Linked DNA regions of Mus musculus: region 1 is linked to region 2. The links are chromatin contacts, called in public promoter capture Hi-C maps. All regions are on one chromosome and are shown on one strand. Each heading gives the region's core, a stretch centred on a gene start, on an enhancer-like site or on the middle of the called end of the contact. The rest is flanking DNA. Distances are from core to core; before and after follow the strand shown. Region 1 holds the start of Sms (spermine synthase). Region 2 holds the start of Ubqln2 (ubiquilin 2).

Region 1 (5,237 bases), core at 181-2,680, 4.0 Mb before region 2:
TCAGGCTCCTGTTTCTTATCTTTAATAGTCTTGCCAGGATTATGCAGATTAGTGAGAAGACCCTTGCAGTAAACTGCTAACATCATCCTGACAATACTGATCCTATATCGAGCATCCTCTTCTCTTCAGGGCTCTCTTTTGACATCACTTCATTAAAGTATCTCAAGGTTCTTCATTTTGCCCTTTGCAAGGTGAAGTACAAATTCTAGGGCGGATATGCTTCAGCTGGGAGCCCATGGTGGTCTGCAATGTTCTCCACAATCTACTGAGCAAGACCAGCTACATACTTATCAGCAAAACCTCAGATGCCTTCTGCTCTGAAATTTTCAAGAAATTCAAGAGGTTGACAGCAGATAGTGAAGCTAAGGGAAGGCAGGTGGCTTACCCCAATGCTGGCAGGGCATGAAGCACATGTCCTACGCGGGAAGCTTCACTACCCTTAAACACACAGGAGGACAGCTATGTTCTAGTGACTTGACTCCAGAAGAAAGGAAGAAAGAGGAGCTTGGGGCTGATACATTGGGGCTGATGGAGCGGAACACAAATTAGCTTACAAAACTGAGGACCTGGTCTCCAGAGAAGGAAATAAAAACAGATGGCTATGGATAGGAACAAAGTAGGAGCCCACTGAAAAGAGATGCAGTTGTTGAAGGACAAATATGACGTCAGTGTTAGGTTCTTGCAGGACAGGGAAGGACTACGCAAAACTAACCAACCAACCAACCAACCAACCAACAAACCAAACCAAACCAAACGACCATTCGAAATGGCCTAAGGGAAAGCTAAACTTAATGTTTTTGTGTTGTTGAGGAGGCACAGAGTTCACTAATCTGAAGTTTAACAACCATTACAGAAATTCCTGGTATCAGGAGAGGCACAGCAATCCATACAATGATGGAGTCAATTTGCCCTGGGATTTTGCTCGTGCAATAAAGGATCCCTTTATTCCCCAGGCACTTCAGTTCTCTTTTGTCCCATCTTGTTGAATGCTACTAACGGTCAAAAAAGAGGCCAAGGCTGTAGGTCCATTGACAAAAAATAGAGGTACCGAGGAGGGGGAAGTCCTGTGGAAGAGGCTCTCACATCTGCAACTTCTCAGTTAGGCTTTAGTCCTTGATTCTTTTCCAAATTTGCATGAAAATGTATGCTACTTGAATGCCCAGGAGCCTTCTATTCTGTTCTTAAATACTACCCCTTACCAATAGAAACATTGTTAATAATCCCAGCGGGGTTCACGTGCATTTAAAGAAAAAGTCAGGCTTGTACTTTAAGACTACAGGGGTGGTAGCATTTTATTTTCTTCAAATGGTCAGGAAGTAACTGGGGCTTTTGCTTGGGGAGGAGGGGTAGGCATATGGGGAAGTGTATAGGGAGGCCCCCCGGAAGTCGCGCTGAGCCGTTTAAAGCTGGGTGACCTCCTAACGGATGGCGAATGGCGGGAGAGCATGGCCAGAGCTTTAGCGCAGGGCGCGGCCATTGGTGACGCATGCCAGGGAGCCCGGCGCCCGCGATTCCACCATTAGCGAGGCCTCACACCCAGCGCTTCAAGTTCGGGGCTGGAGGCGTCCCTGCTTCCTCCTCTAAGAGGCGGGTCGGCCCCGCCCCCGCGCCCCGGGTCGCTTGCCCGCGGCCCCTCCCACCTCCTAACTCCTGGCCTCCCCCGGCGCAGCGCACTCCCCGCCGGCCCGCAGCCTGACACGCCGCGCGGTCCCTCAGTCTCCTGCGGTCGCCTCCCCAGGCATGGCACAGGGCCTCGCCACACTATGGCAGCAGCAAGACACAGCACGCTCGACTTCAAGCTCGGCGCCAAAGGTGAGGGCGCCGCTCGCCACCTGCACGGGCGCCGCAGCGGCGGCGGCGGCGGCGGCGGCGGCGGCGGCAGCGGCAGCGGTAGCGGTAGCGGCGGCGGGGCGACAGTTCCCTCCGCGCCTGCGGGGCTCGAGGCCACAGGACCAGGCTCCTCCGGGGCGCGCGCGGCAGGCTGAACAATGCGGACGGCCGCGCGGCGCCTGCGTCTGCCGGGCTGCTGCGCGGAGCACGCTGCGGGCCCTCGTGCACCGGCGGAGGCCGCGCCGCGCCCCCGCGGTCCCCCGCCGCGTTTGGTCCTCGGCTGAGCTGGAGGCTGGCGCACTGCGGGGCCTGGGAGAACCGCGTCCGTGTGTGCCAGCCGCACCGCCCGCCCGCCCTTCCGGGCCTGGAGCGTCGGTCCACGCGGGCTCGCCGCCCTCCACGCCCCGTTGTTGGGGGGGAATCCCTTTCAGCCCGTGGGGCGCGGCGGATCCCCGGGGGAGGCGGGTACCGGAGCGCCTTAGCTCGTTCGAGGCACGGCGGGCGAGGCAGGCCTGAGCGAGGGGTGTGTGCGGCGCGGGACCGCTGCCCACGCCACCTTTTCCTGTTCTGGCAGGCTGCTGAATTTCCCTCTTGGGTGTGTGTGTCGGGGGGTTCCCCTTAAGGGCAGCGAGGGTTGAAGGAGGACCAGGGCCACTCAGCGCTTGCAAGGTTTTTTTTAGTCATCTAAGGAGATGAAGGATCCTCTGAAAAGGGACCCGGCGGGCAGAGAAAGGAAACGATTATTATTATTATTGGGGGTGGGGAGGGATGAGATCTGGGCGCGGGAACTAGAGCCACCACCATCACCATCACCCCTAATCCTGGAGGCTCAGATATTTGAGCCTGGTCTCGGCAGAAATGGTTGGGAGAGTCTTTTTTGCGTGATGGAATTTTGAAGGGTAGGGATGGATGTACTGCTGGCTTCTTTTCTTTGAGAGAATCAAGCATGGGCGCAGTGGGCGGGAATGATTGGGCCTTTAAACGTGCGACTGCGGCAGACTTTCACTTACCAGATCATCCCGCACATAGTGTGGTGCCCCAGTCTTCCCTTTTCTCTGGTTTCTCTATTAATGGAACACGTGGATTCCACTCTGCTTTTTCTGTCGGGATTTTTTTTTTTAACACCGACTTAATTGCTTTTGAACTTCTGAGCTCACACTTTGTACTTTTTCTTCCAATCCTAAAAGATCTCGGAGCTCACAAGATCAATAAATGTAAAGACAAAAAATAAAATCGGGGGGATTTGGAGCAAAACCTGGATTTCAGTCTGCCTCTTCTAATTGATTCTCTTCTGTGGGTGGCCTTTTGGGTTTATCTCCTAACGTTTTGGAACCTCATCTTTTTTTTTTTTCCGGGGAGGAAGAAAAAAAAAGAGAGAGAAAGCAAGAAGCAAGGGACAGTGCACACTCAGGGCATTTACTGTGGTCGGGTGAACTAGAGGGTTGTTAGGTAAGCCAGTGTGCTTGGGTGGTCGGAATAGAGTTTAAAAAAAAGTAACACCGTTCACTTCCCACTTTGCTTAGGTGAGGATGGAAGCAAGGGAGACAGTTGGGAGAGAATAAGGTGGTACTTGGGTGGTGGAGCTGGAGGAGTGTGTTAGGATCACAAAGGTTCTACTGTTATCTTGGCAGCTTACAGGGCTGATTGGTTAATGGGAGTTCTAGCACCGTGAGTTTAGTGGGGGAGGAATGTGAAGCAACTGTTGTGGCCTCCCAGCTGGGAAGGTGTGAATTTTATCTCTAGCATCCCATTTCCAGTAGGCTGGAGGGACAGTGAGCTCAGCATGGGGTCAGAGAAATTCTAGCCCTTCCACTGAAGAGTAAACCTTCAGCTTAGTTTAAACACTGAGAATAAAGGGTGAGCACACACTTAAAGCTCGAAGGAAGGCTCTTGAGAGAGGGCAAGTGGATCTTTTCTTGAGTCTGAGGCCAGCTTGGTGTGCAGCCAGGGCTGCATAAAGAAACCCTGTTTAGACCCTCCCCTCCTCCAAAAGAGACAAGCATTAGCTGTTAATGTTTTAACTCACACTTTGCTCCTAATTAAAAATAAGAAAATTAAAGCCAGTCATATTGGCAGACCTTTAATCTCAGCACCCAGAGGCAGAGACTGAATTGGATTTTATATCTAAATCTAGTACAACCCGGTTGGATCCTTAATACAACAAAGAAACAAGAAACCTTTGAGTTGGACCCAAGGTGGCACATTCATGTAATCCCAATACCCTGGAGGCAGAGGGTGGAGAGTTCAAGGCCAACCTGGACTATAGACTGAGATCCTATCTCAAGGATTGCACTAATGATACAAAGAAAAACTTTGTGCCTTAGCTGGGCAGTGGTGGTGCAAGCCTTTAATCCCAGCACATGAGAGGCAGGTGGATTTCTGAGTTCAAGGCCAGCCTGGTCTACAGAATGAGTTCCAGGACAGCCAGGGCTATACAGAGAAACCCTGTCTCGATCCCCCGCCCCCACCCACTCAAAGAAAACTTTGATGATACAGTGGACAACCTTTTAGGAAAAAAAAAGCCACTGTGTTCAGGTGTTGTGTATAAGTCAATGTATGTAAGATCTGGAGTTCTTAAAGTGTTCTGTCATTAAATGAAGACTAAGGCATGTCCTTATTATCCACATCCATATTTTAAAAATGGGGTGCTTTGACTACATCACAAGGATTTTTAAATTCCCTTCCTTTCCAAAAAAGGGGTGCTTGGTTAAAAAAAACAAAACAAAAACAAAACAAAACAAAACAAAAAAAACCCTCCATGTGTGAGGTCTCTAAAAACATTTAATTGTTGATAGTGAGTCAAAAGGCATTCCTCTTGGCATGGAAGTATTGGATGTGACTCAAGGGTGAGTCAAATGGCTGCGGAGCTTGAATGCATGTTCTCCTCCTCCTGTTTGTTGGTAATCCTTCCTAATGGAGCAGTTCCATGCTGTGATTTTAGTGGAATTAAACTGGAACTCCTTAGCCATGTTATTGTTTCAGTTCCGTCTAACCTAGTTACCAAGGCAAACTACCTGCAACCTAACCACTTAGAGAGTACTTAATCCGTCTGCCTGATGAAGGAACTCAGAAAATTGTTTTTTGCTAAAACAAATCTCATCTTTGGTCATCTTATAAGTGAAGTGTTGAATTCTGAGGAGTGTTGATCTCAGGAAACATGAGATTCCTTTTTTCTTTTTCCAGCTCAAACCCAACAAGGATAAATTAGTCCTGAGTATCTTGGGGACTGGTAGAGGACATACTCTTGTTCTGGTCCCAGCCCCTAATCAAGGCTCTGGGTATGTAGAGGGTAGGATGTGATATTTTCTCCTGGCTTGTTGGAGTAGAAGTATAAAAAATTTGATTTCATTGGTTATAACAGGTAGGAGTGAGTAGTCGACATAAGTGGGAGAACGTGCTGATTTTCA
Region 2 (5,230 bases), core at 805-3,304:
CGGTTTAAGAACCCCATGGCGTTGAGCTGTTCCAGTTGCTGCTGAAATCTCACTTCAGGATTCGGCGGCTGTGGAGGGCTTCCTCCAGTGAGAGCCTGCACCATTTGTTGAATGAACTGCTGGTTGGGTCCAGATTCCGAGGTTGGACTTATGGTTTCAGTAGGTGCAGAGCTGGACACAGTGGTTGCAGGCGGGATGCCAGTGCCGGTGGAGCCGGGGGAGCTTGCAGGGCCAGTGGGTCCTATAGGCCCGATGGGGCCTATGGGGGTGAAAGGAACTATAGGGCCGATGGGCCCTATGGGAGTGACTGGGCCCACAGGGGTTATGGCGGTTCCCAGCACTCCCATCCCCACACCTGGAGCGAAGCTGGGAATGAGGCCAGGTGCTTCAGTGGCTAGAGTCTGTAGCCCCTGCTGGATCTGCATTAGCGCTTGCATCGCTCTCGGGTTTGACATGGCCGCGATGGTTTCTGGATTCTGCATCTGCTGCAGGAAATTCGGGAGCTGTGGACGCATCTGCTCCTGCAGCTGAGGATTCGAAGTGAACAGCGGGCTACTCAGCATCATCTGGGCCGCCATATCTGGATTCTGGCTCAGCGACTGCATCATGCTCCGCATGTAGGGCGCAGACAGCATATTCTGAATCAGCTGGGGATTCTCAGTTATCTGCTGCAGCAGGCTCTGCATTCCTGGGGTGCTGAAGATGCTAGCCACGTAATTAGCTGCAGCCATGGTGTTCCCGGCGGTGGTGCTGCTGGAGCTGCTGCCAGAGCCACTGCCACTGCTTGTGGTCGTGGTGGTGGTGGTGGTCGCAGCCGTCTGGGTTGTTGGCGGTGGTGCCCAAGGATTGGGCAGCGGATCACGATTCTCCGTGCGGGAGGGCTGAGTACCTTCCCCTGAGGTGGAACTGCTCCCCACCGTGGCAAACGGGTTGCCCCCAAACTGCTCCTGTGCGGCATTCAGCATAGGTTCTTGAATGTCAGTGTACATGCGCCGCAGAGCATTGTAGCCACCTGGGATGCTTTCGAGATTACTGAGAGCCAGGTCTTGATTTCGCATCATCTCTTGCATCATGGCAGGATTCCTGGCGATTTCCAGCGTCTGCCTCATTATATCTGGGTTGTTCAGTAGGTGGCTGATTTCTGGGTTTCTCTGGATCAATTGTTGCATCTGTGGATTGGCCATGATGAGCTGCCTCATCAGATCAGGATTCGAAAGCATGCTCTGAACAAAGGGATTTTCCATGATCTGGATCATCATCTCAGGGCTGGCCAGGAGCTGCTGCTGCATCTGGTTCTGAAGCTCGGTGAAGTTGGGCGAGTTCAAGCCCAGGTTACTAAGGCTGGAAAGGCTTCCCAGCCCAAAGGAGCTGCTATTCGTGGTGGTAGGTGTGGAGCTACTCCTGGGAGCCGATGATGTCGTCGCCGCCGGCGCCGCCGCCGTGGTGGTGGTCGTGGTCGTCGTGCTCGTTCCCGCAGTCGTGCTGGGCTGCGTGGTGGCCTGGCCCTGCGGACGGTTCTGGCTTTTGATAACCAGGTGAACAGTCAGTCCATCATGGATGCCATGCTGCATCAAGGTATCTTGATCTTTCAGGATCTTTCCGGCGAAAATCAGCACGAGCTGATCGGTCTGCGATTTGAAGCGTTTGGAAATCGCTTCCTTGAACTGCTGCACGGTGCTGTTCTCGGGCACCGCGAACTCCTCCTTCTCTTTGGGGGTCTTCACAGTGACTTTGATGATTTTGGGCTCGGCCGGCGGGCTGGCCGCGCCTGGGGCCGCCGCAGGGCCGCGGGAGGGGCGCGGGGGGCCGCTGCTCTCGCCGTTCTCAGCCATGGCGGCCGCGGTGACGCAGGCTCACAGGGAAGGCGCTGGCGAGCGAAGAGGGCGCGAGGGAAGGAGGTGCCGCAGCAGCGGACTGGGGCGGCCCGGCGGGCAGCGCGGATCACAGTACCTCAGAGTTGAAGGCTGCGGCTCCTCCCGGTCGTCGGCTGCGCACTCGGCTCGGCGTAGGCCTCGGCTGAGGGCTGAGAGAGCAGGTCCTGCAGGCCGTCTCCGCTGCCGCCGCCTTGTGATCTGCCCGCGCGCACTCCCAGCGACTCCTGCAGCTGCGGCGCCCGCGCTCCCGCCCCGCCCCGCCCCGCCCCGCCCCCGGCCGCGCCCCGCCCCCTGCTGACGCGGCGCCAGCCCAGCGAGCGTCTCGCGGCCGAGCGCAAAACTCCTGCCCTGCAGAGGAGGGGGGGCGGAGGGAGGGAGAGGGAGAGGGAGGGAGAAATAAACAAAGAGAGGGGGGAAGAGAAGGAAAAGGAAGGAGGCTGGAGAGAAAAGCCAGGGGACCAAGGCGAGGCGGGCGAGGCGAGGGGGGAAGGGAGGAGGCCAGGAGGAGGAAGAGGGAGGCAGCTTCTTTAGCAGCCACTGAAAGACCAATGGAGAATGTGGGTTCGCAATCTGGGAGGCAGTGAAAGGATGAAAGCCTGAATTGAACCGATCCCAGGCAAAGGACGAAAAATGAATAGTAAAGAACTCTGACAAAGCAAAAAGGGAGAATGAGCGCCCGGTTGGGGGAAGGGAAGGCATGGCGGGAGCGAGCATTTTACAAAAGAAGCCGAGAAACGGCCAACAGGCTTCTGAAAAGATGAGGCTCGCTCCTAATCAAAGGGATTCAAATAAACACAATGAGATTTTTCCTTCGGGTTTATCATATTGGCAGCGATAAAAAAAAAAAAAAGAACGTTAAACCTTGTTGACCAGGAGCCGAGAAAATGCACTCTCATGCTAGTCGTAGTATGAATTGTTGTAATGGGGCAGTTTGAAAATACAAATGGACATTTTAAGGATTTGCACCTTTGTTTAGAAAGACCTAATAATCAATTCGAAAAGTATATATAAACAACGTGGCATTTTAAAAAATAGCGTTTAGCTAGTTAAATGGGTCTGTGACAGGAATACTATGATTTTGCCATACAATAAAATAATCCCTGTGTCTAAAAGATGGTGGCTAATTCATGTAGTATTACATGTCTCTAAAAAATACATTAAATGCACTGTAGTTAGGAGAAAATAATAGACGATATTTGGGGTTATTTTTTATGGTTTTCTTAACAAATGGAAACAATACATGTGTGTAGGTGTCAGCATCAAAAAGCTTGTAGACTGTATGTGTGAAAAAAATCTGAAAGGCTATACTCCATTATGATAAAGGTAATTATTAGTAAGAGCTGAAATTGTAAATAATTCTTATTTTCTATTTTTATAAGATTGTGAATTTGATGAATAAATATGCATTGCGTTTATGATTTTTAAAAACTACAAATATTATTTTCAGACAAGAGTAAAGGTAAAAATTGACAGGCACACAATAGTCGTGGCAGAAATTAACATAATCATTATGGATTAAATAAAGAAAACAAAAAATGGAGTATTACTGTTATAGAAAACCTGAATTATAGAAGAAATTATTCTGAAATCATTTATTTCTCTTGCTTTGAACACAGAAAATCCTTTTCCCATACAAAAACCTAGAGATGATTTAACAGCATTTCAAAATCATTACGTCACAGTACCTTAATAAATCTCAGTGTAAAACAAAATACAGGGCCATTATACCCATGACTAGTACAAAAATCATTATATATGCAAGAGCTCATATAGATATAATGTACAATGAAAAGTATACTTGCTTTAAATACATATCAAAACATAATTAACTGACACACATCAAATGTAAATATCTATGGTATTTAAAACATATGTACATATGTATATAAAATATTCTATTAGCTAGAAGGGCTGGGCTGCTGCTCACTGATGGAGCACATGCGTACTGTGTGTGAAGAGACCCTGGGTTCAATTCCTAGTACTGAAAGAAAAATTAACAGAAAATAAATGTACAAGAGGCAGTCATTCTAAACATCTAGTCACAAGGAAGAGGAAATGGTACAGGATTCTACACAATGACTAAATGGAACTGGAGTTAAAGCTGTAAAAATGTGCTTTGTCTCTAAACTCGAAGGAAACATGACAGGCTACCAGCAATGGCTGATTTTAGATAGTGACAACTCACCTCTGTTAAAATATGTTTAACTTTTCTGAAAATAAATAGAAATTTAATACTATATCACAAGGAATTGTTAATGACTCTTAAAGGTAAATACTATTAACAAAAATGAGGAAGAAGAAAACACTTAAAATTTAAAGAAATCCGAACACTTTTGAGATAGTACAAATTGAAATTCTTAGTAGAATGAATTGGTAAGCATAATTATAATGAGAATATAATCTCAATACTTACCACAAGATTACCCTATATGTAGTTTAAGGAACTTGATACTGATAGAAATTTCTAGGCCCCATCCCAAGCCAATTGAAATAAGTGGTGAATAAGAATATTCATTTTTAGCAGGTCTGAGTTCATTAACATTAGATTTATGGGGTACTATGTGAATGAATTCAGAGTCAAATTTATACATTTTAAGATTTTAAATGCCCAATAATAGCAAAATTAGTGTAATACACATTCAAATAACAAGGACAACAAAGAAAACTGGAAGAGGTACCTGACATGCCAGCCATAAAATGAAAACAGCAAAGACCAACAAACAATATTTCTCTCCCTTCATCCTTTTCTCTTCCCCTTTTTTTCCTCTTTCTGCTACATTTTCCTTTTTGTGAGATACTAGAAAGACATTTTACCTTGTTTCAATATGAAAGCAATGGAATAAACCATGTACAAACTAAAAAAGAACTGAGCCAGAACATACACAAGGTCCCAGGTTCTATCCCCAGCACCACAAAAATCAGTAAGTACAGATTTGAAAGACAGTGTAGTTCCAGAGCTTGACAGAGTTGGTAAAGAATTCCTAAGCCAGCTCTTCATAAGCATTACCTGAATTACTTTTAGTAGCTGTGGCAGGAAACAAGAACTTCATATTCCTCTGGGAAGTAAAGGCCAACTTGCTAACCAGCATTGAAAGTATACTAAAATCTTCAGACAATTTTACTAAGCATTTCTACATTTATGGTTGTATCCATTAGTAAAATATATTGTCTTCCTGGAGTGGATCTACAGAATGCAAAGAAAATTCTGATCATTCTTTATTTTTGTGGATGCACATGGCAGAAAGTTAATTAATAATAATAAGAAGAAGAAATTCCGTTACAACTAGAAAAATAGTTATATATGGAGGGCAAGATTTGAGTCAATGAGACTGTAATAAAAACTCCACCAGAATCAC

Evidence for each region. Promoter capture Hi-C pulls out the DNA fragments that hold promoters and counts their contacts.
Region 1: a promoter capture Hi-C map of pre-B cells shows a contact between it and region 2. The contact joins the promoter of Sms here to the promoter of Ubqln2 in region 2. A contact is called at or near these places in 2 of 39 promoter capture datasets (cranial neural crest and pre-B cells).

What each region holds. Positions count from the first base shown.
Region 1 is chrX:157,488,480-157,493,716 of GRCm38.p6, reverse strand. It overlaps Sms (spermine synthase), which reads left to right and starts at 1,430. Exons shown (of 11, transcript NM_009214.4): 1 at 1,430-1,812. The coding sequence starts at 1,764.
Region 2 is chrX:153,495,056-153,500,285 of GRCm38.p6, reverse strand. It overlaps Ubqln2 (ubiquilin 2), which reads right to left and starts at 2,054. Exons shown (of 1, transcript NM_018798.2): 1 at 1-2,054. The coding sequence starts at 1,832.